Regions from separate parts of the Mus musculus genome. Here all the other regions are linked to region 3. The links are chromatin contacts, called in public promoter capture Hi-C maps. All regions are on one chromosome and are shown on one strand. The core of a region is the stretch at or near the end of the contact, and the rest is flanking DNA. Distances in the headings are between cores, read along the strand shown.

Region 1 (3,201 bases), core at 241-2,740, 2.0 Mb after region 3:
CCGGAATTCCCTTTCTGTGGGCCAGTGGCTCAGCAACGTTAAAGATCATGCTCACAACGCAAGGCTAGAAAGAATCTGGTGCTGACCTACGGTAACTGCCGGCACCAGGCGATTCTCAGTTTGATCACATATAACCCTGGGATGTCTTCCCTGCCTTCGCCCGCCTATGCCCTGGAGATGACCCTGCTTTTCCCTTAATCCCGGAAGCGTCGCTTTCCTGGGCACCCACCTCGGTTGACGATCTTGCCGAAGAGGTGGGGCCCCGGAGCAGTGGGGCAGTTCCAGCGGCGGTTTCGGAATTGCCATTTGCACTCTCGCACAGCGCTCTGGAGCCCTCCACTCACGCTGTGCAGGATCCCCGGGTTCTGTCGGATCAGTCGCCGCTGCTTGCGGCTCAGCAGCTGCAGACTGGGCTCGAGCACCAGCTGCAGACTCTTGGAATCCGTCAACAGGTTCGTGGAGGAGGCTATGTTCACGATGCCCCTGGCGGGATGCATAAGGGTTCAGTCCAGGGGAGGGGACCTGCATCCTAACCATACAGGCTGTACCACCCTATCCTTGCCTGGCCCTGAGCTCCAGAGTCTAGTGAGTGGACAGAAAAGGCATGGCTACCTTAGCTCTTCCTTTCTTCAAGTCAGCCCCCGAGGAGAAACCCCACCTGCAGCCTTGCCCACCTTGAAAAACTTAGGAATTCCACTCCCTCACCTCAAAGCTAATATCTGGTTTTTTTTTTTTTTTTTTTTTTTTTTTTGGTTCAAGACCTAAGGGACACCTGAGCACCCACCACAGCGAGGTTGGGACCTGTTGCTCAGCAGAAACGGGGTCGTATTAAATGGGAATGGTCTCTGAGCCTGGTGTATCTGGGCTTCTGCATGCCAATGATGTGCCCCCACTTCAGCAGAGCTAGTTCTAGGTGTGAGCACCCTGGATGTGAAGTCACAATGCACGAGGGGGGTCTGTAGGTTGGTGATCCCCACAGCGTGGGAGCTGGGTAAGGCCCGTGCCTGGCTCTTTGCCCCAGGACAAGTGGCGGACCCCGTACTAGCTCACTTACCACCATCGGCCACTACTGTTGGCAGCCAGGGCTGCGGGCAGAGCGGTCAGTGCCAGTAGCAACGTAGTAGAAACCCAGCTGGGCAGCAGCGCCCAGAGCCCCATGGCCTGCCTGGCCTTGCTGGTTCTGTGCTGCGGTTCTGACGACTGTGGTTGCTGTCCGCGACGGTGGGACTGGACACAGCGGTGAGGGCAGTGATGCGAGTTCCCAGGCTGGCTCTAATAAGTCTGGAGGCGGGCCGCAGGCAGCATGGTTCGCTGTCCTGGCTGCTGGGCTGAAGCAGCCACTGCGGGAGGCACCGCCTCTTATAGGCCTCTTATAGTTGCGGCGCTGACTGCAGTGAGAAGAGGCTGCCCCTCCGGGCCCGGGCGGCACTAAAAGCACCAGGGCGCACTGGTCAGGGCCACAGACAATGAGTGGCGAGCGAAGCTGTGGCTCTTGCCGGTCTGAGCAAAGAGCTGACAGGCTAACCGTCGGGGCTCACCCCCGCCCCCTGCCTGGTGGCCCCCGCCTCCAGGTCTGCACTGGCCGCCGACCCCTCCCCTTGGGATGGCCTCCCACGCGCGCCGGCCTCACTCTTCTGCGCGTCCGGAGCCCGTCGGGGACCAGCATCCGCCAGGGGGCGCGGAGACAATGCGCTGGGGACAACCTGTTTGCAGCCTGGATTGCCTCCCCCACACGCGCCGGTGGGGCTGTCCTCTCGAAGTCCGTCTCCTCTGTCCCCCCTACGCTGTGGTCTCTTCTCTTCCCTATTCTGAATGGCAGGATGAAAGTTGTGGTTCTAGCCAGCGACTCCGTGGAGACACTTCCTCACCCAGGAACCCCGACGGCTGGACAGAGAAGGAAAAGAAGGAGACAGAGCATGGGTGGAGCTGTGGTCAGGGATTCCCGGGCGTGGGGTGTAGGGGTAGGCTGAGCAAACCGAGCTGGTGGCAGTGAGAAACTCAGAAGCGCCCAGCAGTTTGCCTCTGTGGGCTAGGGGGAGTGTAAGCGTCGGTGTGTCACCCGTGAGATTAAGTCAAAGTGTACATGTGTTCTGAGGGTGCACGCTCCTGTGTATTGGTGTATCCAGAAACTTCTAACGAAGAACATTTTGAGCCCTTTCCAAATAATTGTGTAATTTGGCTCAGGACAGGGAGAGCATGAAGTCATTTTGTTACAGTCACCACTTAACGCAGTGTATCAGGAAGGAGGTGGGGCTGTGACAGGAGACGTCCAGAAGGCTGCAATTGTGTTTGCAGGTGGGTGCATGAGTGTGTGTGTGTGTGTGTGTGTGTGTGTGTGTGTGTGTTTGTGATTAACGACGTGCACTCATAGGTGTCATTCTGTCGCTCTGGGTACCTAGTGTCACCCTATGGCACCTTGAGTCAACCTGTGCTTATCATTAGATGTGCTAGTCATGAAGATGAACCGGGCTTGTTTCTCTGGCAACTAGGCTCAGAAAGGATAGGACCACCAGCCGAGTAGCTGTCAGATGGAGCTGAAGACCTGAGGGAAAGAATGCTTGTGGGAAGAAGCTGGCTCCTTTTGGTTTTGTTGTTGCTGGTTTTGTGACCGGATCTTGCTGTGTGACCCTACCTAACATAAAGGTTTAATATGTAGAACCCATGATGGTCCAGTGACTGCTGGGATTACAGGCCTATTCCGCCACCGTACCTGCCCAACTCAAGATGAACATAATTGGGGGGAATGAGAGATGGCTCAGTGGCTAAAAGCACTGACTGCTCTGCCAGAGGCCCCGGACTCTGTTCTCAGCACCCAAGTGGTGGCTTATAGCCACCTGTAACTCCAGTTCCAGGGAATCAGGTGATGTCTGAGCCCCACTGACACCAAGCACACACAGGTGCACGTATACATACATACATACATACATACATACATACATACATACATACATAAAATAAATCTCCTGAAACAGTTTTTTAAAGAAAGATTAGCAAATTTGTGCCTCCATGTGTTTCCTGATTTTAGTTGGATTTTTTTTCTCCCAGGTTTCTGCAGTGTCCCCACCCCCCACCCCCATTTTCTCCCACTCTTACCCAAGAGCCTTAACTCTTCCATTGTGGATTCTACTTTCCTCCTGATTCCAGTGATCTTCAGGGTCATGGCAGCCTTGGAGTATCAGGCTGCTGTTCCCAATGTGGGAT
Region 2 (3,381 bases), core at 745-3,244, 2.0 Mb after region 3:
AACTATATTTTGGGGAGTCTCTTGCCTTTAAGAACCCAGGATATGGGCTAGGGAGATAGTTCAGCCATTAAAAGTACTAGCAAGACAAGCTTGGCCCGAGCTTGTTCCCCAGAGCCTGTTGTAATAGGTGGAGGGCGATCAGGCTCTTACTGACCTCTCTTGCCTAGAGGACCTGGCTCCCAGCACCACGTGGAACAACTGCTTGTAACTTTGTCTCCAGAGAATGTTACATTTTTTTCTCCCTGTAGTAGATATCCACACTTACAGGCACCTACTCACACACAGAGACGTATGTGCGTAGGTACAGTTAAAAATAAATCCATTTGGCTGGATGTGTGACAAATACCTTTAATCTAAGCACTCAGGAGGCAGAGGCAGGCAGATCGTATTTGAGTTCAATGCCAACTTGGTCTATAAAGTGAATTCCAGGCCAGGTGGGGCTACATAGTGAGCCCCTGTCTCAAACACAACAATAACAAATATATATATTTTAAAGCTGAATGCCTGTGGTGTAATGAAAGCATTCCTAAAGTAAGATGGGGGATGATGCCAGGAGAATCACACAGAGCTAGCCTAGAGTGTGCACTGCAGCAGCAGAAACCAGAGATCCTGGCCCAACGAGGGAAAAAAGTCAAGAACAGCGACTCCCAAAAGGTGTCCTCTCTAACCTCCACATCTTGCTAGAGCACAAGTGCACCCGCAATCTCTCATACAAGCACACACACACAGAGTTAATAAATGGAGGGAAAAACGAGCAAAAACCAGAGCTTAACAAAGGCTCTCAACAGCATTGAGTCCTGAGTGGGGACAAATATAATTCTCTTCGTTATAAGCAAGTTCCTTGCTGTCCATCTCTTCGTTAACCATCTCTGGCTGTTCTGGAGCCTGCTCTGTAAATCAGACTGACCTTTAACTCACAGACATCCACCTGCCTCTGCACCCTAGTCTCCAGTGCTGGGATTAAAAGCTTGTGCCACCACCGCCCCCAGCCAGTCCTGTAATTTTTGAGGTAAACAAGAGAAGACAAACTGGTATAAAGGTATAAACCAGAGACAGATGTGACAAGAGATAGATTCTGTTCCCAGCCTATGTTTTGGAGGGAGAGAAGAGTTATAACGCTGCACCAAGCTCTTATACTTGATGCATTTAAAGAACGCAGTGGGGGCTGGTGAGATGGCTCAGTGGGTAAGAGCACCCGTTTCTGGCGAGGACCCTTCTAGCTCAGATTCTAACATAGCTTGTGGCTAGAGTCTCAGGCAGTGTCTCCATCATGTCAAAAGATGAGTGTCAGGGAAGGAAGGCGGGGTCCTGGGTGCGCTTTCCTGGGGATACTAAAATCCAGACTCATCTAGAGAGACTTCATGAGAGCCGCCTCTGAGTTTCTGCCCTCTGCCTTTCAGCCTCAACCTCCTAGACGACCCCATCCAGATGTTTCCTCTAGTATCTGGAATGCATCGTTCTTTCTCCTCTTCCTTTATGGGAAAGGATCTCAGAGAAAGCATCCTTAGGAACTAGGGAGCAGAGCGGATTAGCAGGTGGGGTGCGAGTGATGCGCTGTTTATTTGGAATAAGACTGGACTAGAGCAGGATACAGCAACCGTTTTCATCCTCCATGCTCCACATGGGCTCTGCTTAAGAAACCCCGGAGACTCCCTGGTCCGAGCCCTGTGGCCAGCGCAGCCAGGATGTGGCAAGGTCCCGGAGCTCGCTCTGCTCGGGAGCCTCACCTCAGTGCCCACAGCCCCCTCTACACGCCGTGCCTTCCGATCCTCCAGCCCCCACACAGGCCCCCGCCTAGGCTCAGCTTCAGCACCGGCTGCTTTTGCTGCAGCCGCTGCCATGGTGATGGGTCTCGCGAGAACTGCCGCTCGCTACCGCGCACTTCTCGCGCGATCGTGGAGGTGGGAAGTAGCCCGGGCTGGGGGTGGGTGTTCGCCGCACAGCTCCTGTCGCCGTCGCGGCTTCCGGTGCTAGGTGGAGGGCGGGCAGGAGGGAGCCGGGGAGCGGGCCAGCGGACCATCTTCACCGCGGTCGGGTCGGCTTGCGGAGCGGGAGGCAGCGGCCGGAGAGCCGGGCGGAACCTGCGGGGGCGGAGGCGGCGGTGGCAGCCGCGGCGCAGGGAGCAGGAACAGGTTCGGAGCTGGGGAGGGAAGGCGGGTCCGGGCAGGGAAGAGGCTGGGTCCGGGTGGGAGCCCGAGGCCCCCGGCCGCGGTCCGGCTCGCACCGTCTGGGCGAGGTGCTGGTGTGGGGGGTGATCCTCGCTGAGCTTGGGGACCCCAGCCCCACTCCTGTCCCCGCAGCCGAAGGACGCCGAGCTGGGGTGGGGGCGGGGGGCGCACACGGATTTGTCCTCCGCCTCCCCCGAGGGTGCGACCTGGGCTGCAGAGGTGAGCTTGGGAGGGTTGGGGACGAGGGGGAGGCAGGCTGACCTGTGGGAGGGGGACGCGGGGGCGGTGTGGCTGTTTGGCTCTCTTTTCCTTGGGTTTAAAGGGCTGCGAGGAACGCTGCCTTTTCTCTCTCCCTCCCCCGCCCGAGCTGTGGGGGAACCAAAGAAAAGCCGTGCCGTGCCGTGGTTATTCTCCTCCCTCACCCAGCGCGAGGCGTGGGGGGCCGGGGCTTAGTATCAGGGCCTACTGGTGGGGCTCGGCTGGCTGCGCACGGTCCTCACGGAGGTGGCGCTCTGCTCTGGGGTGTTGGGAAGAGGGCAGCAGGTGGGGAGAGGGTGGAGAGGAGGCTGGAGACGGGGGAGGGGGACCTGAGCTAGCTCGGAGGAGAGAGGTGGGGCCTTCCTCCCCCAGGCGGAGCGGGGGCGGTGTCACCGAAGGAGGGAGCAGCTTGTCACTGGCCCTGAGTTTGTGTCTTCCAATCCGCTTTCTTTCTCTAGGAAGTACCAGGATTCCCGGAACAGAAAATGAAGCCTTTGCTTAGCATGCCAGTCCTTTTTGAAGGAAGGAGGGGGAGGTGGGGAGGTGAAGTTCCCTGTTAAAACCTCAGGGTCCTTTAGTTAAGTCGTAACTCTTTGGAGAGACTTGTTTTTTTTTTTGGGGGGGGGGGAGAGGGTCTCTGGGCCAGGAAGAATGTAGTGGAGGGTTATGTATGTGGTCAGGACTAAGAAGAAAATAGTGAGGTCATTAGGGAGACGGGTAATGTAAAACCCGTCTCTGCCACTGTTGCATTGGGTCACCCTTGGGTCCATGGCATGAAAGTTTTATTGGGAGGAGATCTGCTGCAGGAGTCTGATTGCTTGAGTCATTGCAACAGGATAGAATCTAGTCTCTGCATACCTCCATCTGTGACCCCAGGCAGGGGGATAGGGAACTGTCTTTGCTGCCATTTTGTCTTAGACCTGTTTGGGGATAGTATCCCCACTGTGTGCTGCAG
Region 3 (3,281 bases), core at 522-3,021:
GCAGGGAAGGTAGAGTGTTTGTTCTGGCATGAAGACCTGAATCCAGACTCCCAGGACCCGTGTTAAAGCATACCAGCATTCGGGGCGGGTGAGAGGACCTCACCATAGGCTGATCCCAAGGGCTCATGGCCAGCTGATGTTCAGTGTAAGAACATGTATGAATAAATAAGGTGAATACCAGATATCAAACTCTGGCCAGCCACCACATGAGTGCTCGGGCACACACACACACACACACACAGGCATCCACACACAATTCTTACTTCTAGCCAGGGTATGGCTCAGTGGTAGAGCCTTTGCATAGCAAGTAGAAGGCAGTCCATCCCCAGAACCGCCAAAGGCAAAAAAACCAACCAACCAAACAAACAAAAACGCTAATTCTCCTTTTCTACCAGCTGGAAGAGGCAAGAGCATGGCCTATTTTTGCTCACTGTCTCCCAAACAAAGGTTGACTATAACATAGCATGTCATAAGATCAGATGGGGAAAGGTTTTCCAAGATCTTAGATCTATTTTTGTGACTGGCAAGCAAAGGCTACTTGCCGGGAAGAGGGGCAGGGTGTGTCATGCCCACTTCATTCACCACATGCAGGAAGTTCTCCATGCCTCCTCCCAGAACCCACTCCTGATGTCAACATGGCATTTGCTTCCAAGACCCGCCACCCTTCCTGCTTCGGTACTAGTCTCCGGCTCAGCTCCCTTCCCTCCTTCAAACCCTCTTGGCACAGCAGTAACCACACCTGATCGGGTTTCACAAGAAAGCCGGTGTGAGAATTCAAAAAGCTACTACTCACTGGATATCACACAATAAACTGTGTTTCACGGAGTCCTTAAAACAGCCTTGTGAAGTAAACCGTACACATATTTCCATTTTAATAGATGGGGAAACCGAGGTTCCAAGAGACAGGTAGCTTACTCAGATCGCGAAGCCTATGAGAAGCAGGTTGGAACCTGTACCCACTGACCCTTCACACCTAGTCCAATGCTTCCTAACATTAGCCGCCCCTGTTGTTCTAGGTAAGGCTGGTGGTGTCGGCGCTGTTGACACCTCACGGCTCCCCTGGTTCATGTGCATCCATACCCAGAACTTGTCAGCTGTCTGGGCAGCACGGAGGGATCCACAAAGCCGGCTACATTCTCAGGGCTGTTCCCAGCCTCCCGGTCTTTGCAAGGTTTCCTCTGAGTCACTGAGGAAACAGAGTCAAAACACAAAGACCCGCGCAAGGTCCCTGGATTCCCTCTCGTCCACCTACAGCATAACTAGGCAAGGCCAGAAGCCGGTGTGGGCCGCCAACCGGGACCCGCGGACAGAGGTCACTGCTCCGGGACACCGGGCAGCCGGCGACGCAGGGGATGCTGCAGTGCCGGCGGCTCCGGGCTCGGCCCAAGGTCACCCTCCCCGGCCACCCGGAGCGCCCCCTGGCGTCCCGTGCGGGCCTCCCCCCTGCCCTCGGGGACACGCCTGGAACCCCGGCTGGGGCAGGAGCGGGGCGGTGGGCAGAACACCGAGGCTGAGCCGGGGAGGAGCGGGAGGCGGGGCCCACCTGATAGCTGAGGACGCCGTCCGGCTCGTTGCTCCCGGCGGGCATGGCCGGGCGGAGCCTGGTCTCGCCGGTAGGTTCCAGGTTGAGCTGCAGCAGTCCGCGCCCTGTAGTCCAGTGTGAGACGATCGCACGCGCAGCGACCCCTACCCTGGATCCAAGGATCGGTCAACCATCAACCGGCGCCACCTTCATAGCCATCAGCCCGCGAGGCGCCCGCAGCAGCCAATCAGAGGGCGCCCCGAGCAGCCAATCAGCGCGCGGAGCACGGGAGGACGCTGTCCGGCGGTACCCTGGGCTACCAGGAAGAAGGGAGGAGGGCGCCAGAGAGCCAACCCCCTCCCCGCGCCGGTTGCCTTAGAAACCGCCTCCCCCCTTAGGGGGCCTCCGGGCTCCGAGGTCCTTCCTACTGCTTGCTAGGAACTGAAAATCCCTGCCTCTGTTTGCAGCTGCACCTGACTCTTGGGAAAGTGTCAGGTTTACCTGTTCTGATTTTATTCCTCGGAAGATGGGTTTTAAATTAATAGAAAATTTCCCTCCGAAACCAAGATGGCAGGAGGAAGTAATGAGAAGAGAGAGCCTTCTAAAATTACTTTTAACCCTTGAGTTAGTGGCCAGATTGAAGAGCGTTAGAGAGCAGCAGACAGGAAGCAGTCAAAGAGGCTGAGACTCGGGTCTCCCCAGTCTAAGACTGACAGCAGACAGTGGGGGTTGAGCTGAGGGTGATTTCAACGTGTCCAAAAGACATACTGTAAGACGAATTATTGTTCAGCAGCGGAACTAACCGATCTGAGGCGAGGTTGGAAAGTGAGGAGTAAGGCATTCGACTTGATCTGAGTTTAAAAGGAAACAGAGTAGGTTAACCATCCGTAGCTTGAGAGAAAGAAAGGGGCCTTTGTCTTCTGTCTCCTGAGAGTGGAGGTGAGTCCAAGCCATTGAGGGGAAAGGGATCGTGGCAATCAATCTCAGCCTCTGCCAAAACTGCAGAAAGGAGCATGACCCAGTACATGTCAAAGTTCAACCCTTATGGTGGTGCAGGCTCATCTAGCCCTCAGGAGGCTGAGGCAGGATAGCAGCAAGTTCAAGCCTGCCTAGACTTCCTGGTTAGACCTTATCTCACACAAAAATATTTTTTTTCAATCTCCACATATCATCAGTACACACTGTAATCAAAATAAGAAACAAGATTGGGCCTTAATGTCTCTGGAGCTGGGGAAATGGCTCGGTCTAAAAAGTTCTTACCATATAAGTGTGAGGAGCAGAGTTCAATCCGCAGCACCTAGGAAAACTGGGTCTGGAGGCAAAAGCTTGTGATCTCAGTGCTGGGGAAGGTAGAGACGGCAGAGTCCCCGGAGCTTGCCAGCCAGCCTCAGTCTCAACCAATCCATGATGAGCTGCAGACTTGGTGGGAGATTCTGTCAGAGAGTGCTGGAGAGACAGCTCAGCAGCTAAGGGAACTTGTTGCTGTTCTAGAGGACCTGGGTTGGGTTCCGGGTCCTCCATGGAGGCTCATAACCATCCAGAATGCCAGTCCCAGGGAATTTTTTCATCTCTTCTGAGCTCCTCAGGTGCAAGAAATAAATGTAGCACACAGACATAGATGCAGGCAGAACACCAATGCACATTAGAAAAAAAAAAAAATAGCCTCGCAGTGGTGGCACACACCTTTAATCCCAGCACTTGGGAGGCAGAGACAGGCGGGTTTCTGAGTTTGAGGCAGCCTGGTCTACAAAGTGAGTTC
Region 4 (3,386 bases), core at 481-2,980, 1.6 Mb before region 3:
TATCTTTCTGAGTGTACTTCCCTACTGTATTTTTCTTCCCAGAATTTTTGGTTAAGGAAGTTTCTAAGAATATTTATACCCTTTCAACACATTCCCCATCCTTGATCACTCACCTGCCCTCCTCCGCCACCACTGCTGCTGCTACTGCCTGTGCTGCTGCTTCGAGTCTGAGAAAAGGCGGCACCGCCACCATTGCCGCTACCCCCATTATTGCCACCAACATCTTTTTCAATCTTCACCACAGCTGTCACTTCATCCATGGAGTGATCTTGGTCTAAAAATAATTACAAAAGAAATAAATTAAGTGTATGTGTGTGTGTAGGGGGGGGTGTGTTAAAAACAACATAAGATTTAAAATTAAGGATTTGACCGTCAGCAATGACTGACAGAACAGTTTTTAAAAAGATCTTAGCCAGATAGGTCTAAATATGGTGGTAAGCCTAAAATCCCAGAATTTGGAAGTGGAGGCAAAAGTTCAAAGAAATCCTCAGCTACATAGTAAATTGGGATGCCAAAGCCATAGACACATAGCTTAATGGTGCCCAAGACAGGCCACTATTTTCCTATGCACAAATTAACCCCAGAAATGACTCAAAAATTGCTTTGGAAGCTAGGCATGGTGACTCACACCTATAATCCCAAGACTTGGAAGGATGAGCCAGGTGGTTCACCAGTTCTAGGTCTTCCAGGCCTACAGAGTAAGAACTGATCCCAATACAAATAGCCCTTTTGAGAAAGGGAATTTGGAATTTCAGTGTCTCAGAAATAAAGAGTTGCTCCTTAGGGTTGATAGCACTCTTAATCCCAGCACTCAAGAGGAAGAGGCACCTAGACAGCTAAAAGTCTGAGGGCTGCAATAGTAACTTCGAGTTACTACGAATACCACATAGAACCTATCTCAAAAAAGAAAAAAAAAAAAAATGCATCCTGGAAGGAAAAGGAGACCCAACATGTGGGTGGATGGAAAGTGTGCTAAAATTAGGACTATAAGAGATGAAGAAAGATCTAGTGTAAACAATAACAGGAAGGGACTGAGAAAGAGTAAATCCTAAGAGAAGGTGAGGAAACATCTGAGAGGACAGGTAAGGGTCTAGGGATTAGAACCCAGGTTTGGGGCTGAGGAGGCGGTCCAAAGAAGGAAGGGGCGGTTTCGGGGATAGAGGCGTGGCAAGGGCGGGTCGGATGGGGGAAGGGAAATTTACGGGGGTGCGGGGGAGGGCCCGGGGCAGGCTGCGACCGGAGGGCGGGCGGACCGGGGAGGCGGTTGGCCCAGGCGGGGCCTGCACTGGTCGGGCCGCCCCCGCGGCGCCAGCCCCCGACGGGAGGAGCCTCAGGCGGCCGGCCGGGTAGTGGGGGGTAAGGCCCGTCCCTCGTGGCCGGGGCGGGCAGGGGGCGGGCGAGGCCACGCTGCCCCCTCCCCCGGGGCGGGTAGCCCATCCCCCTCCTCCTCCGAGGCCCCGCCACTGCCCCTTCTCCCTCCCTTCCCTCCGCCCCGGGCGGGACCAAGGCCGCCGCCGCCGCCTCCCGCCCGCCCCCCCTCACAGCGGGGACCGCCCGGTCGGTCCTCGCGCGCGCCCCCTCACTCCCCTCCCACCCCTAGGCTCGGAGTGGACTCATCCTTACCGCTCATGGTGGCAGCTGAGGGGCGAGCTCAAGGGGGTCCTGTACGGGGGGGTTGGGGGGGGCCGGGAAAAACGCGGACGCTGACGAGGCAAGCGAACCCGGACCGGACAGGGAGGGGGGGGTAAGGAGGAGGGAGCAGCGCACCACAAGCCCGGCCTAATCCCCGCCCCTTATCTACTGCCCCGCCCAATGAGGGAGGGTGAAAGGAGGGCCTTGCAGAGGAAAGGCGGGCTGCCTACCCAATGGTAGGACTCGCTCTCTCGCTGAGGCGTGTAAGAGCAAGTTGCGTACTTGGTTTCCGCCCAGAAAGGCCGCCCTCTCAGTTTTAGCAACCAATTAGAAACTCAGGAAGTGGTGGTGGGCGGGATGAGATGACGATGGACTTGCAGAGAAACCAGTCAACCTCCAGGCGGGCTCCGTGAGCGGTAGGGATAGGAAGAGCTTAAGTAAGAAAGACAGGACAACGACCAACCAGAATCCTGGGCATGCCTGGGCAAAGTCCGTGTAGGGGGAAGAGTAAGAAATAGGCCGGAATGGGATAGGAGCAAGCTTCCTAAACCAATCAGAATTCAGGCGGGCAGTTAAGAAAGTTCTGATTGGACGATAACTGAAAAGAGCCGGAACAGGACGCGTATTGACGTGAACGAACAGCCAATTACGCGCCGAGGAGAAGGTGGAGGCTGGAACTTGGAATGGGGAGAGGAGAACAGGCTTCCTCCTCCGATACTCAAGCCAATGAGGCAGCGAAGGCAGCATGGCACCGCCTCTAGCTTTGGCCAATGGTCGTTACAGGGCCGCCCATCCTGAGGAGGGAACCGGGCTGTGCCAAAAGGAGTTGGTCGCCATGTTGGCCCTCCTCGGGAGGCTTCCTTCCCTCGTTAGGGTGTGCGCTTGAGTGGAGCCCTCCACAAGTGTCAGAGTCGAGACGCGTGAGGGCGAGAGTGTCGCGTCGCCCGAGACTGTTCGGGTTGTCCCTTCCCCGCTCCTACACAGCACCCCTCGAATGTCACCCCTGCCGGGATGGGCGGGCGGCTCCCCCTGGCCGTGGGTGGAAGCCCTGCGGCGGCGGGCGGGACGACAGCTTGGTGACGGCACGCGAAAACCCAAGTCGACTGAGCTGACCAATATGGAAGTCTTTCGGGAAGATGTAGCAAGCGCCATTTTCTTAAGCTGCCCCAGACCTGCTAAACCAACTCAGCTTTCAGAGTAACGCACGCTGGGGAACTTCGTGAAGCCAAGCTCTCATAAACTACTTCCATTTTCCCTCTTAGTAGAAAGCACGCTAACCTAGTTACTTCCTTTTGCAATCACAAAGGTTAAAGATTTTGCCTTAGGCACCTCAATCTCTGGCCTCCATTTCGCCTTCTTTCTCCTCATTTAAACTTTGTCACTGACTGGTGTCACCACGTTTAGTACTTGGAACTAATACAGTTAATCACTTAATGTGTCCTACTTTACGGGCTGGATGCTCCTGTAAAAAAAGGGAAACACTTTAAAGATAGGAACCGAGGCTCTCTGCTCCTTTGGAGATGGCCTTGGAAATGTGAAGTGACAGCTGAGATACCTGGTTGTCCCAGTTAAATAGGCATTTAGCACTGATTATGACAAACTCAATGTAAGGCATGGTAGTACACACTTTTAGGACCCAACTCTGGAGGCAGAGGCAGGAGGATCTCTTCTAAGTTTGATGCCAACCTGATCTACATACTGAGTTTCAGGACAGCTAGGGCTGTGCAGACCAACAATGTTTCAAAACAACAACG
Region 5 (3,094 bases), core at 74-2,573, 1.9 Mb before region 3:
TTGCCTCCACAGGTAGGCATCTGGTATGTAGATGGTATACATTCAGGCCAGACAAGTGGCTCATACTTAATACAAGTACTTAGGTGGAGGCTGACACAGGAAAATGAGTTTCAGGACAGCTTGGCTTCAAAATAAGCCCTGCCTCATTCATAAATAAATAAATAAATAAATAAATAAATAACTTTCTCAAGAGGACTTCTCTCAATACTAGCAATAGTGTTTTTCCCCTCTTAGAGTTGCTTTCGGTCTCATTACCCTGAAAAGCTCTTCACTTTCTGAAGTAAGTATAATTATTGACTTATGACCTATCTCTCCCTCAACCGTAAAATAAAAATTCTGTCAGAGAAATTTTCCACATGACCAGGACAGTGTTGTGTGTGCTTTTGTTTTTGACGTAGTATGTGCTGTTGGTATTTCAATAAAATACTTGCTGGGTAACATATACAAATTTTAAAAAAAAAAATCACTGTGCTGTGGCTTCACACTGAGCTACACTAACAGTCCTACTTTCTCTCTGTAAGTGTGTGTGTGTGTGTTGTTCACAGGTATGGAGGGTTGTCCAAGAGACCAGATGACAACTTCAGGTTTGGTTCCTCAGAGCTATCCCCCTTATTTTTATTGTTTGTTTAACGCGGGATTTCCCACTGGCCCAGAAGGCTAGACTGGTGATCATCCATGGTCTTTTGGGGGTGGGGTGGGGGGTTGTTGAGACAAGGATAGCGCTGGCTGTCCTGGAATTCGCTATGTAGACCAGGCTGGCCTCGAACTCACAGAGATCCGCCTGCCTCCATGTGGCGATTAGAGGCGGGCGCCGCCGCGGTGAGGCTGGAGTTGAACGTACTTCCTCACACTACCATCGTAGCTCACACACAGCACACACCGGGCAGGGGCTTCGGCCAGTGAGGTGCTGTCAAGTGTAAAGCAGAAAGTGCAAGCAGTCACCTGCTCGGATCGACTCTTGCTTAACTTCCTCCACACAACTAATGACCAGCTTGGTGACTGAAGTCCCTCTCTTGGCTCCGCTCCCTTAATTCCCCTTTATCCGAGGGCTGCCTGAGACACTCTCAGTCCCTCCCTGCCTTTGCTTCACCTTCGGACCTCCACAGCTACAGACAGATCGGCAGCGTTAGACGCCAGGGCCGCTCTCCCCGCGCTGCCCACACTTTGCAGCCGAACACGTGCGAGTCGTGTGTACAGCGCTCGCCCAACCTTCCACTCAAGCCACGCTCACAGCAAGCCCCGCCCCTAGGCCCTGGTCCAACTCAGCCCCACGAGTCGCGCCCTCGCCCCCACTTCTCGCGAGAAGTGAACACGCCTGGCCGGACGGGAGGAAAGTATCTGCTCCGCTGAGGGGGGAAAGGAGGAGCAGGAGACAGATTGTGGGACCGAGCGCGGGCGGGCGGGAGGCGCCGGAGCTACCAGCGGGTGAGTCCTGTTAACATTAGCTAGTCCGTGGCCTGACAGGAGTCTCTCCTTCTACTCTGGCCAGTCCCAGCGTCCCGGGCCGGGGTCTCCCCTCCCAGTCTGTTGGACGGGGGCGCTGAGGCGGTGGCCAGGCCTGTCTGAGGAAGAGGGTGGGGCGTAGGCTAAAGACAACCAATAGGAGAGAAGGAAGCCACAATTGGCGGCCATGAGCGCTAATGGGAGATCGCCTTTACCTTGCGGAGTGCCGCCCTCTTCTCTTCTCCCGCCTCCTTCCTTTTGGAGGAAGGCGGGGCCAGAGGACTGAAGTGTGGGGAGAACTTGGGGTAAGTAGCCCCGGGGGGCACAGGGCGTGGCGAGGAAAGGGGGGTTGAATCCTGAGGGAAGCGAAGTCTAGTGGAAGTCTAATGGAGGGATCTTGGAGTGGAAGATAGAGGAGGACTGCTAAACTAGGTTGAAGACTCAAAAGATTTCCCAAAAAGTGGGTTTAGGGCTTGGCACTGCAGAAGGCAGAGGTAAATAGGCAGGAGGTAGGTTTGGGTGACGAGAGCCTGGCTCAGGTGAAAGCACGCGTTGTGTGGTCGAAGTGGAGCATTGGGAAACGGGGGTCCTGGCGTTTCGATTGAATTCAGAAGAATCTGAGCAAGAGACACGGTGTCAGAAAGTATGGATCTGGACAGATTAAGTGGATGAGTTTAGGAGGACATGTGAGTGGGTTGGGTTGCTAGAAGGCATCGCTTCGGTGATAATATGGAAATCCAGAGGGTAAGGGGGGATATTTGGAGAAGAGACAGCGACTGACATACAGTCTGGTTCTTTCTTCAGTCGGGAGACCGCCAGGATACTGCTTAGTGTTTTTTGGTGGATATGGCACCCAGACTGGTGACCAGCCAGCCAAAATGCTGGCCCGGGGGTTGAGAAGAAGAAAAGTAGGGCGCTACTCTGATTGTCATTTTTCCAGTGTTCCACTTTCCAAGTTTCATTTCTTTCAGAACACAGGGATGTGGGCCTGGGACTTCGCAGTCCAAGTTGGAGACCCGTTGGGACTTCTATGTTGCTCTGAAATGCTTATTATGTGCACTCACTGGGGTGTTTACTACCCAGGGCACCTCCTACCCAGATTCCCGTGTTACTACTTTCCTAACTTTGTTTTCTGCTTAGCAGAGGGTGTTTTAATATCTCTCAGGGTTCATATGAAGTATAGGTTTGTGGAGATGTGCAGGTTTTTTTTTTTTTTTAATTTCAGCAAACTCATTTGTTTCCTATGTTTAAAATTTTTTCAGCAGTATAATTTCTGAAGAAACTATAGGTACTCTAAACACTAACAAATAAATTTTGTTTCCTTAAATGTGAATTTTCCCTTTCGTTCATTAAGAGTTATTTAATGGATGATTGAACTTAATCTTAATTATCTTGTATATTTTCTTGTTTATTAATTGGGGCAGTGTTTCATATAGCCCAAGTACACCTCAGACTGAGATAACTGAGGGTGACCATGATCCTCCACCCACCTCCCAAGTGCTGGGATAATAGGTGTGTACCACCATATCCAGTTTATGTAGTACTAGGGTTCTCAGGGTCTTATACATGGTAGGTAAGAACTCTGCCATGTGAGCTACAGTCTTTAGCCCTTGTGTGTGTGTGTGTGTGTGTCTGTGGTTTATGTAGTGTG
Region 6 (3,565 bases), core at 435-2,934, 1.6 Mb after region 3:
TCGAACTCACAGAGATCTGCCTGCTTCTGCCTCCTGAGTGCTGGGATTAAAAGCATGCATGGCCACCATCAGGCTATAAGTAAGAATTTTTAAAGGTACATTTTAGGTCATGATTTTTTTTGATATTTAGAAGGTGGCCTAATGCTGCCCGCTATCAGAAACACAGCTGAAAACTATAAACGGATGACTGCCCAGAAATTTTAGTTTAGATGAGTCAGCAAAACTTCACGTCTCACCAATGAAAAGCTTAACGCACACATCTATGAATGCATAATGATAATAATAGCTTCAGAATCAGTGATCTTCCAGTCAGTGCTGTATCAAATTTGGCCTGGAAATTAAAGTATAAAGAAGATACAGGCCCAGCCTCACAGCTGTAATCCCAGCAGCTGGGAGTCTGAGGCAAAAGAACTTTACTTCAAAGGCTAACTGGGGTTACACAATAGGTCACAAGCCAGCCTAGGTTACTGATAAAGACTAAGACCACCCCCAAGGGGGGAGTCTGGGGGGGGGGGTGGAATGCAAAGTCCATAACCCTGAAATACTTATTCACAGGACTCCCAAACCACCTTAACTCAAAAATACGAGAATGTGGAGGCAGTTTGACCACTAGGAATCAGCATCCCTGAACAATTTCTAAAAACAAAAAACCGAAACTCTCTTCCCCCAAGCACAAAACCAGAATTAGAAGGTTTATGAACATTTTTTTTTCAAGCCGGAACATTTCTCAATGGGAAACAAAAATTCCAACAAAGGACAGACAACTTAAATTTAAAAAGAAAAAAAAAATCACAGTTATTCATTACTTTTCAAACCAAACATCTTCAACTCCGCAGTATCGCTGACCTCGCTCATGGTAGAGTACTGCCGGCAGTGTGTTCTCTCTTGCTTCAATAAATACGGAGAAATTATATACAGTAGTCTGCTGAGCTGATCGAGAATAAATATTACAGTTTTGCCTTACAACAAAATGAACTATAAATAATAATAATAAAATTACTGGGAGAAGGGCTTGCATGCCTTAGCAAGGGGCCAAGACTAACCCACTCCCTAAAAAAAAAAAAAAATAGAATCATCTTGGATGAATTAGGAGACGAAGACCCTCTAGTGCACCTCTATCCTAGGCTCTGGTTTAATTCAAAACCAAACTCGTATTTCTTTGCCTCTCTTTGCCTTTTCTAGTCCGGTTTCCTCTCAAATTCCGAAATTGTCCTTCTACCCTTTAAGTCCCATGATGGCACTTGCGTCCTGACACAATGCAGAAGACTTTACACATGCCCATCTCGCCGTACTTCACATTTCAATCGACCCATTATTTCATTCTTTCCGATCCCGCACGTAGTTTCTGAAATCTAGGACCGCACACACGCTCTCGCCAGAGTCCCCCTCACTCCATTGTTTCTCCGGCCTATCCTCTGGAAACTCCCCAACTCGGACCCGTGTGCTTCGCTCGCCCCTTTAACCCCAGAAACCCGCGGCCCTCTCCACACTGCGGGAACCAAAGGGCTCCCGGTCCCCCTCCTCTCGGTACCCCAACCCCCAACAACTGCCCCTTCCCTCTTTCCCCTTCCTCGAGCCCTCCCTCCACCTCCGGCCCCTCTCGCCCCCGCCACCCACTTCACCCAACACCCCCAGCCTTACCTAGCCCGGGCTCCCTGCAGCCGCCGCGTCCCCCCAGTTCCGGGCTCTGCGTTCCGGACGCTCCCGGGTCTGGGATGAGGAAAGAAGAGCCTCCGCCTCCTCCTCGCCCTCGTCCTCGGGAGCCGCCGCCGTCGCTGCCGCGCTCCTCCCCCAGCTCGCCCGAGGCCCGACGCCGAGCCGCCCCGCCCCCACCGCCGCCTTCCCCGCGTCCCTCGTCCGCCGGGCGGCCGGCAGAGCCTCGCAGGCGCGGCTGGGGCCGGAGTGCCCGCGGATCCACAGCGACCCTCGTCCGCCCGCACTCGCGCCGCCGCTCGCCCCTCTCGCCCCGCCTCGGAGCCCGCGCGTGCGCGCGCGCTCGTACTCGTGCATGCGCCCCCCGCCAGCCGGAGCGCAGGGCGCGCGCTCGCGCCGGCGCGACCCCGATGCGCCGCACGCGGGAGACCGGAGCCGAGGGGACCGGGGCGCGCGGCCGGGTTACCGCTCCTCTCAGGCGCTCTCCCTTCGCGCGGGGTTCGCGCGCCTGAGTTGCGGGAGACGGGGAATTAATTCACTGAGGGGTTGAAGGAGCGGGTCAGGGGCCAAACGGGAAGGAACGGCGGCGAGACGAGCAGGGCGCGTACTCGCGTCCGCGTGCGGGAAAGGCGACCTAAAGCGGCCGGGCTAGGAGTGGGCGCCAGCGTGCCCCTAAGTGACGAGCCGAGCGGGAACTGACGGAAAGAGCCGAAACTCACCGGAGGTGGCCGAAGATTCCCAATGGGATCCTAGAGCCTTTCGCTCCAGGTCTGCAGGCACGTCCGCCCTCTCTAGCAGGGAACAATTCAGCCGCTCACTCCCTTTAACTTTGCCCGCCTCCGGACCTACCTTCTGCTCCTAAAGGTTATTTCAGAGCCACCTGGCCACCCAGCCTGATGGGAGAGGTTCTGGAGAGAGGATGTGCGAGCGAACGACCTCACACTTCCTGCATCCCTCTACGTGGCTGTGATTAGGAAGGGCTGTTGTCGAATCTTTCTGTTAAATACCTAACTTCGTAATCAGGGCTCGAAATCTCCAGCCTCTCCAGAGCCAGATCATCGCTAGTATTGATGTATCTTTTGAGTTAGTGTCTTACCGGTTCTGATCAGGAGAGAGAGGTTAGGAAGGGCATGTCCAACCACATTCAAGCCAAGGAACTTAAATATGAGACCTGTTTTGGCGGTTATTTTTAAAATCTAAATAGTGAACTTTGTGGAAGACAATCATGTCACAATATCAAAAGGTTGGATACGCCTGGTAGAGGCTGAGTTTTCGACTAAATCATCACTGAAAATATTCATCACCATCTACTTCTCACTTCCTTTGAAGCCAAGCAAAGGGGCTTTGAATAGTCAGAACCACCTCAAGTGCGTGCTTATAGATGTGTGCTACAGGCAGAGCACAGTATATCCATATGTTTTATCACTCCAGTCTTAGATCATATAATTGACCATGGGACAGTATGTGTCTGCCAAGTCAGATGTCTTCATCGGATCCTTGTTCTTTTTGCTGTGCACTGTTTTTATTTTTGTTTATTGTGACAAGATCTGGCCATGTAGCTCTCTGCTGGCCTCCAACTCTGGAACTTCCTGCCTCAGCCTCCTGATCACTAGGAAATCCGAGGCTTATACCGTGCTGGAAGAGCACTGCTGCCCCTCCCCACCCACCCCCAACCTTAAACATGCTAGGCGCAGTTCTTTTTTCATGTAATGTTAATATTTTTTGATTGATTGAACTTGTGTGTCTTGCCTGCGTGTATGTATACCATATACCTGGTGCCAGCAGAATTCAAAGGAGGACAACAGATCAAGACCTGAAGTTCTGAATGGTTGTGAGCCACCCTGTGGATTCTGGGGATCAAGTTCATAACTGCCCTCCCCTGGGCACCGTTCTTTATATAAGAATAAAAGGT
Region 7 (3,205 bases), core at 448-2,947, 2.0 Mb before region 3:
AACTTGAACCCTGATTCTGCCACTTAGCTGGATTAACCTCACGAATTACTCAGCTGTCTGAGTGTTGCTCTCATTACACGTAAAATGGGGATGATAATAGGGCATACGTTATGGCTGTTTAAAAACGCTGTAAGCATCCCAAACATGGAAGTTGTTATTACCTTAGCTCTATTTGAGACTGAGATTTTTACAAGCTTTCATTCTGAATGCAGACAAAATAAACATTTGAGACTTGAGTCTTTGGACAGGCTTCACTCGTAGCTAACCCAGGACCTTGAACTATCTCCCCATCCAGCAGCTTGTGCCCTAACTCATAAATCCTGACTAATGACACAGACATGTCATCTTAATGTTTGTGCAGCCCAGTGACTTAATGCTTGGAGATCTTCAAATGAAAGGCACCCAAGGACAGCATCAAATACCCTATTCAATCTTAAAAGGAAAAAAAAAAAAAAAACTACCAAAAAAAAAAAAAAAGTAAAAGAAGAGGCGCCGCCAGAACCTACTGCCACAGATAATTAGAATGGACCCAACCAGGAGAGGACAGCTGTCTTTCCGGCATAACTATTTATTTGTGAGACAGGGTCTCCTGTGTAGCCTGAGTCAGAATCGAAATCTCCAGGATCTCCCTGCCTCTGCCTCTTCAATTGCTAGGGTTATAGGTGTGTAGCATTACATCTCACTTAATCCTTTAATATTGAGAAAGGGGGGGGGGGTTGAACTCTTCCAGGGTTGGAGGCCACCCACAACGATGAGGACGGTTCAAGTCCTTAAGTGACTGCGGTGTGGGAACAGTGTGACTCTTTCGCCTATCAAAACAAAACAAAACAAACAAACAAACAAAAAACAACCCTATAGCAACAATTGTATTGTTGCTCTAATTAATTTAAGCCAGTTAAAAGGCTTGGGCAAACAAGCCTCTCTAAGTAGCTTGTTGTGAGCTGTGGCAGTCCTGCCAAGCTCTCTCTTCAACCGCATGCTTTTCATTCCACAGCCTAGCCACCATTTCAAGCTATGTCCCCTAATCCTAGCCCCAGAAGCCACTCCAGGGGGAGCACGTGCAGGTGTGGTATGTGTGTGTGTGTGTGTGTGTGTGTGTGTGTGTGTGTGTGTGTGTTATCGGACCCCTTGGCATGGAAATCTTCTCAAGCTGGAACCAAACAGTAAGCTTTGAGACTTTTACAAGCTCTGTCAACCCTGAAGTCAGAACAAGCTAAAAATAAATAACCACTACCACCCCTGTGAGTTTCCCCACCCACAACATGGTGGCTGTAGCTCGTAGCTTGGGAGAGGCCTGGCAGAGTTCTACAGTTTCATAGCCCTGACCCTAGAGGATTCCTTAGACAAGTTTTTTCTTTTGTAAGTAGATATAACACTACAGCCTATCTTGTAAAAGCGAACAAGAAGGCTGTGCTGGAAGCGTTCCGCCCCACCGAAAAGAGCTGTGCAGAACGCGTTAAAGCCGTCAACTCTCCCACTAAGCATGCTACGAACCAGCAGCCTCCACTAGATCAGCCTGCCCTTTCTTAAGGAATCATGGGCCGTGAAGTCCTTTGGAAGACACACCCTCCTGAACTGCCTCGGGAGTAAGAACTACATCTCCCGGGATGCCACGCTGAGTCCATCACCGCCCCGCCCTCTTCCCCGCCCCTCGCGCGCAGCCTCCTGGGACATGTAGTTCCACAGGTAGAAAAGTAGACAGTGTCGAGTCATAGAAGAACCACAAGCCCCAGAAGCTCTCGCGTCACTCTTCCCCTCCCCTCCTATAGTCGGAGTGCTGTTTTTGTTGTTGGTGAAAGGTGAGGGGAACAGCTGATCCGTCCGTGGGGTAAGAAACTTGGCCTAACTGAGGGTGGGCTTACGCGGGGGTGGTCAGCCCGCTTCTCAGCCTGCGAAAGGCTAATCCGAGAGAACTGTAGAAGAGGACGGTAGGAGCGTTTAGGTTTTAATACTTTACGCACTAAGGAAGCCTCCCCCACGTTTCGGTTTTGTTGGTTTCAAGGGGGGCCTTGAGGAGTAGCCCGCATTGTCCTCACTTTCTTGCGGGGCCTCCTCAGTAAAGCTCGATCCGATTATGGAAGCTTGAAGGGACTGAAATATTTGCTTAATCTTTTCCAGGCAAGTCTTTGCCCTCACAGACCTTCTCTCTCTTACCCAAATCCAAAGATCCAAAGGCCTTTACTACGCTGAATCCCTGAGGGGAAAACTTCCAACTTGTGGAACGCCAAAACGCTGAGAGCCCTACAGTGGAGAGGGGACACACACACACACGCACACACAGAGAGGGAGAGAGAGAGAGAATGCATTTGAACATCAGCATCTGACCACATACACTTTCAGTTCTGAAGAATATCTGCAGCTGTTACAGATTGTCTTTGTGGGAAAGGAGGGGTTTGGGGTTCTCAACGGGTAGAACTTTAGAGACAGATCTCACTCTAACCTAAGAAGACTTATATTGAAGAAAACACGGAGTAGCTGTAATGAGAGATTTTTCATAGATGAAAAAAAAAAAGCCGACAAAGAAACTGTTTCCTATTGCATTGCTGGCCCACCTTTCCTTCTCCATGGAGTGTTTAATTTCTTTTAAAGTTCCTCCCCCACTGTCTCAGCCTGGTGTGGGTTTGTGATGTTTGGGGGTGTGCATATGACTAGTGGTGATGTCTGATTGGACACATCAGCTGCACCTGACACAGGAAGCAGATGTGTGGGCTAGAGAAAAGGGCTGCCTCCCCGCTCTGGACTGAGGTGTATTTTTTTTTTAAGTTAATATACAGTGAGTTTCATTTCAAACATGTACACCATCCATACTTTGTTCTTATTCATCTCTGAGTACTACTCTGTTTTAACTTTTTTTTTTTTACTTCTGTGTGTGTGTGTCTGTCTGTCTGTGTCTGTGTGAAGATAGGTGTACAGAAGTCTGAGCACAGCTTGGGGATATCAGTTCTCTTCTCCCAACCTTGAGTTGGTGGCAAGCACCTCTACCCACCCAACTATTCTACCCCCTGAACTCTTGATTGTTGTTGTTGCTATTATTATTATTATTATCTATTTTCCAATTAGTTCTCCCTAGCTAACTCCATTTTATCTGCTTATCTCCTGCCATTAACCCAAACATATGTCAAGATTTGGACTCTTAGAATTGAGGCTAAGAGGAGCCAACAAGAAAATGGGTATAGGGTACTGGAGCTGGGCTAACACCCAAACA

The links. Promoter capture Hi-C pulls out the DNA fragments that hold promoters and counts their contacts.
Region 1: a promoter capture Hi-C map of liver shows a contact between it and region 3, with 7 times the contacts expected there. The contact joins the promoter of Wnt1 here to the promoter of Slc4a8 in region 3. A contact is called at or near these places in 4 of 39 promoter capture datasets (hippocampal neurons, liver and pre-B cells).
Region 2: a contact with region 3 is called in a promoter capture Hi-C map of liver, with 5 times the contacts expected there. The contact joins the promoter of Arf3 here to the promoter of Slc4a8 in region 3. A contact is called at or near these places in 3 of 39 promoter capture datasets (liver and pre-B cells).
Region 4: a contact with region 3 is called in a promoter capture Hi-C map of pre-B cells, with 5 times the contacts expected there. The contact joins the promoter of Sp1 here to the promoter of Slc4a8 in region 3. A contact is called at or near these places in 4 of 39 promoter capture datasets (3T3-L1-derived adipocytes, the HPC-7 cell line, hippocampal neurons and 1 more).
Region 5: a contact with region 3 is called in a promoter capture Hi-C map of pre-B cells, with 5 times the contacts expected there. The contact joins the promoter of Atf7 here to the promoter of Slc4a8 in region 3. A contact is called at or near these places in 4 of 39 promoter capture datasets (fetal liver, liver and pre-B cells).
Region 6: a promoter capture Hi-C map of hippocampal neurons shows a contact between it and region 3, with 6 times the contacts expected there. The contact joins the promoter of Spats2 here to the promoter of Slc4a8 in region 3. A contact is called at or near these places in 2 of 39 promoter capture datasets (hippocampal neurons and liver).
Region 7: a contact with region 3 is called in a promoter capture Hi-C map of pre-B cells, with 4 times the contacts expected there. The contact joins the promoter of Calcoco1 here to the promoter of Slc4a8 in region 3. A contact is called at or near these places in 2 of 39 promoter capture datasets (liver and pre-B cells).

What each region holds. Positions count from the first base shown.
Region 1 is chr15:98,788,146-98,791,346 of GRCm38.p6, reverse strand. Wnt1 (wingless-type MMTV integration site family, member 1) reads right to left here and starts at 1,490. Exons shown (of 4, transcript NM_021279.4): 1 at 1,055-1,490; 2 at 230-483. The coding sequence starts at 1,158.
Region 2 is chr15:98,761,731-98,765,111 of GRCm38.p6, reverse strand. Arf3 (ADP-ribosylation factor 3) reads left to right here and starts at 1,994. Exons shown (of 5, transcript NM_007478.3): 1 at 1,994-2,132. LOC115488470 reads left to right here and starts at 3,066. Exons shown (of 1, transcript XM_030248862.1): 1 at 3,066-3,381. The coding sequence starts at 3,200.
Region 3 is chr15:100,760,237-100,763,517 of GRCm38.p6, reverse strand. Slc4a8 (solute carrier family 4 (anion exchanger), member 8) reads right to left here and starts at 1,771. Exons shown (of 25, transcript NM_021530.2): 1 at 1,544-1,771. The coding sequence starts at 1,588. It overlaps Gm52175 (a long non-coding RNA gene), which reads left to right. Exons shown (of 3, transcript XR_003951485.1): 3 at 592-829.
Region 4 is chr15:102,404,660-102,408,045 of GRCm38.p6, reverse strand. It overlaps Sp1 (trans-acting transcription factor 1), which reads right to left and starts at 1,730. Exons shown (of 6, transcript NM_013672.2): 1 at 1,624-1,730; 2 at 114-274. The coding sequence starts at 1,630.
Region 5 is chr15:102,623,693-102,626,786 of GRCm38.p6, reverse strand. Atf7 (activating transcription factor 7) reads left to right here and starts at 1,323. Exons shown (of 12, transcript NM_001310067.1): 1 at 1,323-1,425.
Region 6 is chr15:99,124,964-99,128,528 of GRCm38.p6, reverse strand. Spats2 (spermatogenesis associated, serine-rich 2) reads right to left here and starts at 1,684. Exons shown (of 13, transcript NM_139140.1): 1 at 1,642-1,684.
Region 7 is chr15:102,720,670-102,723,874 of GRCm38.p6, reverse strand. Calcoco1 (calcium binding and coiled coil domain 1) reads left to right here and starts at 1,697. Exons shown (of 15, transcript NM_026192.3): 1 at 1,697-1,828.